2 separate regions of the Oryzias latipes genome follow, and region 1 is linked to region 2. A link is a contact called in public Hi-C data. All regions are on one chromosome and are shown on one strand. The core of a region is the stretch at or near the end of the contact, and the rest is flanking DNA. Distances in the headings are between cores, read along the strand shown.

The links. Hi-C and Micro-C count contacts between places; a contact is called where the count stands out from the background.
Region 1: a contact with region 2 is called in a Hi-C map of embryo, with 1.6 times the contacts expected there. The contact joins the promoter of sox11 here to the enhancer-like site in region 2. A contact is called at or near these places in 2 of 5 Hi-C or Micro-C datasets (both in embryo).

The regions. Positions count from the first base shown.
Region 1 is chr22:10,642,509-10,645,208 of ASM223467v1, forward strand. It overlaps sox11 (transcription factor SOX-11), which reads left to right and starts at 1,321. Exons shown (of 1, transcript XM_011490563.3): 1 at 1,321-2,700. The coding sequence starts at 1,476. The coding sequence ends at 2,555.
Region 2 is chr22:10,553,993-10,556,692 of ASM223467v1, forward strand. No RefSeq gene overlaps it. Among protein-coding and RNA genes, the nearest start is that of LOC105356921, 80 kb to the left of the region's middle. Within about 2 kb of position 1,364, at least 5 of the 8 cell types and tissues checked have an H3K27ac peak or open chromatin away from gene starts, as enhancers often do. A contact at or near this core is called in embryo, where this site is marked.

The DNA.
Region 1 (2,700 bases), core at 71-2,570, 88 kb after region 2:
CCCTTCCTCCAAATGTGGCCCCCCATTTTTATTTCCCTCTACCCTCCTCGCCGTCCTGTCGCTGTGCTTTCTGATTCGCTCTGTATCAGTTGAGACACTTCTTAAGCCCCCAGCTGGGGGAGAATACAGTGGCTTGGTGGGGGGAAGGGGTTTCAAAAGGGTAAGTGATTGCCCTCTAGGGGACGAAGCAGTGCGAGAGATGGGATGGGGGGGAGAAAAAAACAGAGGCAGGACGCCTTATCGCCCCAGCCTCCAACAACACTGTTGGCTACCTCCCAGATCCATTGGGGGAAGAGGAGGAGGAGCATGGATGAAGAGGGGGGGCTGCAAGAGAGACGCCAGCTAGATGCTCCAGCTGCCTCTTGACACAGCAGACTCAGCAGGGTGCCTTCCATCTCTCCCCCTGCCAGCAGAGCTCAGTGCAGTGGCTGCACAGGCAAAAAAAAAAAAAAAACATTCAAAAAAACATTTCCATCTGAAAGACCCACATTGCTGCACCAACATTTGCTCAAATTGCACAGAAAAAAATTACAGCTTTACTTTTGGGCCTCTCGGAGTTTAAGCATCCCCACAATTAGCAGACATAAATCACCCATCTGTGCGTGTCTGTGGGATGCTGCAGGTGTGTTGTCACTGGAAACTGGAAGTGTGCTACTGACCTACTTCCTTCATTCAGACCTGTCTGCTCACTGAAACTAAGAAAATATGACATAAAAACACCCTTTGAGGCTAAAAAAAAATTTTTAAATCACATTTTTATGTTTTACTAAAGAAAATTGTCACATAAAAGGGTTAAGACTTAATTAGAATGTAAAAAAGAAATGACATTAAATCTGGCCGCAGACATGCAGACGCACGGATGCGCTCAGGCGCCTGCAACAGTGTCCAAGCGCCACCTTCAGTATACAACCTAAGGGAGGAGGGGGAAGGGGATGAAAAAAAAAAACAAAAAAACCTTGGAACAATTAGAAAACCTGTAGCCAAACAGCATTTCAAAGAATAAACAAAAACATTTCTGGAGGCACAAACAAATAAACAAAAACCAAAAAAAAAAGTGCTCCCGGGAGCGCAAAGTGCATGTTTAATATGCTTGTGCTGCTCCAGACGCTGCGCACCACAAATCCCCACCTTCCACGCCAATGCGCGTTCGGGAAAGAAGCAGAACGGGGGGGGGGGGGGGGTGGGGGGTGGGAGAGAAAAGGGTTAAACGGGGGGAGTCTTGGATTGGAGTTTGCTGGGCGGAGTGCGGGACGTGATTGGGTGGATTAGTGTGACGCAGGGGACATGAAAAAGCTGATAACTAGTTAAGAAGGCAGTTTGTAACTCTGGAAAAAGAGTGCAGAGCTTGAGACGCGGAGAACGTGGCGCGCAAAATTACGCACGCAGAGAGCTGAGCCGTCTTGGCGGTGAGGAGCTGGAGCGCGATTTTTTTTGGGGGGGGGAGTCAAAGGAAGAAGAAAAAACCGGGGGGGAGGATGGTGCAGCACATGGACAACAGCGAGACGGATGGAAGCATGTCCAGGGAGGCGACGGACACGGAGGAGAGTGAATTTATGGCGTGCAGTCCCGTGGCGATCAACCCGGACTGGTGCAAAACGGCCACCGGGCACATCAAGAGACCCATGAACGCCTTCATGGTCTGGTCCAAGATCGAGCGGAGGAAGATCATGGAGCAGTCGCCGGACATGCACAACGCGGAGATCTCCAAGCGCCTGGGGAAGCGGTGGAAGATGCTGAAGGACAGCGAGAAGATCCCGTTCATCCGGGAGGCGGAGCGGCTCCGGCTCAAGCACATGGCCGACTACCCCGACTACAAATACAGACCCAAGAAAAAACCAAAGCTGGACGCGTCCAAGTCCTCGGCGCCGTCTCCGGAGAAGTGCGCAAAGCTGGCGAAGACTCCCAGCAAGAAGTGCTCTAAGATGAAGAAGAGCGGCTCCAAGTCTGCGCACAGCTACGGGGACGACTGCGTCTTTAAAGTTGCAAAAACTGTCAAAAGTGAGCTGACGGACGATGAGGACGACGACGACTACGAGGAGGACTACCGGATGGGGATTAAGCGCGCGGAGGAGGAGCGCCTGCGGCCCTACAATGTAGCCAAAGTTCCCGCGAGCCCAACTTTGAGCTCCTCCGCGGAGTCCGAGGGCGCGAGCATGTACGAGGAGGTGCGGAGCCACAACAGACTCTTCTACAACATCAAGAGCAAGCAGAGCGCGGCCGCCTCCGTCTCACCAGCATCCTCCCGGTCGGTCTCCACATCCTCCTCCTCCTCCTCCAGCAGCAGCAGCAGCAGCTCCTCTTCCTCCTCTGGAGAGGACGCAGACGATTTATTGTTTGACTTTAGTTTGAATTTCGCCCCCAGCGCGCCGGGATCAGAGCTGGGGAACTCCGGAAACCTGTCCCTGTCTCTGGTGGATAAGGACCTGGACTCTTTCAGTGAGGGCAGCCTGGGCTCCCACTTTGAATTCCCAGACTACTGCACGCCGGAACTCAGTGAGATGATCGCAGGGGACTGGCTGGAGGCGAACTTTTCAGACCTGGTCTTCACATACTGAAGAGAGAAAAAAAAACCCTCAAGAAACGTGTAAAACTGTTCTTTAAGTAAGGGAGATTTGAACGGAGCCCAGCCTCCTGCAGGCGTTTTTGGGCCCTTTTTTCTATTATTATTATTGGAGAGTCCTGGAAGAAGAAGGTGAGCTT
Region 2 (2,700 bases), core at 114-2,613:
ATTTTCACGGCGGCGACCAAAGGATAGATTAGTGGTTAATCTTGTTGCAGGGTTTCTTCTTTCTCCTCGGAAGCATTCCAGGAAACAAGAGCTGAATTGAAATCCATCCAAATCTAATTAAAAACTCCCAATACAAAAAAAAAGGGGGGGGGGGGGGGGCTGTGCTTTTTTGACAGTTTGATTGGAGGGATGTGAGGCACGGTGACGGAGGGCCTACTGTAACTGTTTCACAGGAGGCTTCACGTGGTGCTGCTCCTTAGAGAGTGTGTGTGTGTGTGTGTGTGTGTGTGGGGGGGTGCCTTTTGTTGTTATTGGAGACAGACAGGCATTCCTGATAAATGCGAAAATGTGTCAAAACTCGGGAGGGAAGCCGGGGAAGTACTAGAGGTAAAATTTGGCCTACTTGGGCATCATTACAGCTATTGTGTGGCTGTCACGAGTTCAAAGAATCCACGGTACATCTTTGATGATCCAGTCAATGACTTCCACTCTTTTTTTTTTTTGTCCGTCATTGGTTCTGTTTTACTTTTCAGGTTCAAGAACTTTCAGGTTGGAATATAAGAACACTCAGCAACACCTAAAATAACCGAACTGCAGACTCGGCAGTAACTGGGCATGAAGCCACGGGGAAATGTGAGAGCGTCTGGCTTCTCATGGACGGCACTTCAAATGTTGTCTGACCACAGGAAGAAGAAGGAAAAAAAGAGAGAGAAATCAATATTTCTTTACAGACCTGGGAGGCTGAGGCCTTGCCTAATGCCCCAACAACAGGCTTTAGAGCCTTGTGTGTCCCGTAAACCTATCGGATCTCTGCAATCTCCAACTCTGCCCGGCGACAGACCCTAGGTCCCACTCGGGGCCCCTACTGCAAGCCCCTTGTTCCTCCCCAAACAACTCCTCACTTCCCAGCGCTGTTAGCATTGTTAATGGCCATTGTTATGAATGACGACCTCTGCTCTTGCGCCTTTATTGGCAGGCCCGGGCAGGCAGATGGATAGGCCGCCGCTTCTCCTCTGCTATCAGGACTGCCCAGACGTTGGGGTCCAGGAGTGGCGGAACAAAGTAGGAGGAATGATGCCCCAAAGGGGGAGGGGGGGGTAGAAGCGAGGGGACAGGGATGAGGGGGTAGAGTCAAGGGAAGGAGGCGTCACAGACAAAAAAAAACACTGAATAGGAGGGGGCAACAGACAAGGGTGAAGGAGCAATGGAAGGTAGCAGGTCTCTCCTCCCCTGAATACATTTGCAGCTCCATTGTAAAGGTTGTAAGAGAGGAGTGTGGCTGCTGTCTGTGGCAGAGGCTTATATTCTCAACAGCCTGTGGAGAGAAGGATGAGGAGGTGGGTGAACGAGGGGGGAAACTGCCCCGCTGCTGGCCCCCTGCCTAGCCCCCCTCCTCCTCCTCCTCCTCCTCCACGCCCCCTGATCCAGCACCCCTGCCTGGTGATGAATGGTGGTACTTGCTGAAAGTGAAGCCTGCTGGTGAGCTTTGGCTCAGACGGGAAAAGGAGACGGCTTGGAGGATCATGGGGACGAAGTCGGCAAAAGGCACACAAGCAAAAAAAAGGGGGGGGGCTTAAACAGGTTTATGAAGACAATCAAATCTGTTCGGACACTTTGTGGTTAGCTGGTTAGAATCCTGCAATGCTGGTACAAATTTACTGCATTTCCTGTGCAGAGCTCAGCTATAAAGCTACATTCACGTGGCCACTGGAAACCCATGTTCAAGCGTTTTAATTAAAGGTCTGTGCAAAACCACGTAAATGTGTCGTTATGCAAGTTTCTACGATCATATTTGGGCTCTACGTACAAAACATGCAACCATTGATGCCCGTTGAAAGGTAAACCAGTTCAAACATTGACCAATCAGGCAGTGAGGTATGGATGGCGTCCCTTTTTATTCACAGAGTGGAAATTAATAACTGCGGTTTATGTGTAGCTGGAATTCTACAACATTAATAAGTCAGTCATATAATCGGAAGGAAGATTTGTGAGATTTGATTTGCTTTGAAATTTCGCACCAAGACTATTTCCAATTGTACGTACATGCCCTAGTAACCGGAATGCAACAGACCTTTGTGAACACCATTTGCTTAAAGCACGTTCTTGAACGTGCAACATAAAAACACTTGTGAACGTAGCATAAGACAGCGCACCTCTTTTTTTTTTAATAGCAAAAACTGATACATCCATAATAACCCTTTAGCAATTGTTGACATCTATCCTCAAAGAAAAATAACTTACAAGTCACACCTGAGTACAAGTCGCAACCCTGGCCAAACTATCCAAAACAATTTTATAAAACACAAAAATTGTTGTAAATTAGGAGCGGTCAATAAAAAGCTGTTTGAAATAGAGCATATTTGTGACATAGAAAATACAGTGGGCGGGGCCACAGGATCCCCGCTCTGCTCAAACCTCATTTTGCTCATCAGAGCTGGCATCTGTTTCAAAACTGTACAGCGTTCGTTATCTTTTGTTGAATTGATAATGTTAAGTTGGGGTTGCGAGGGGCTGTTAGCTAGCGGGAGAACATGTAAACAGAGAGCTCTCAAAAACGGGGAGCCCAACCCAAAACTTAGAGGCGAATTTCTGATGAACTACTGCAGCTCTGTAGAAACTGTGTCCCAGCAAAATACTTTTTTTTTTTTTTTTTTTTAAAGATGATTGCAGTGGGCCTTTAAAGCCCCCCCCCAACCTCTT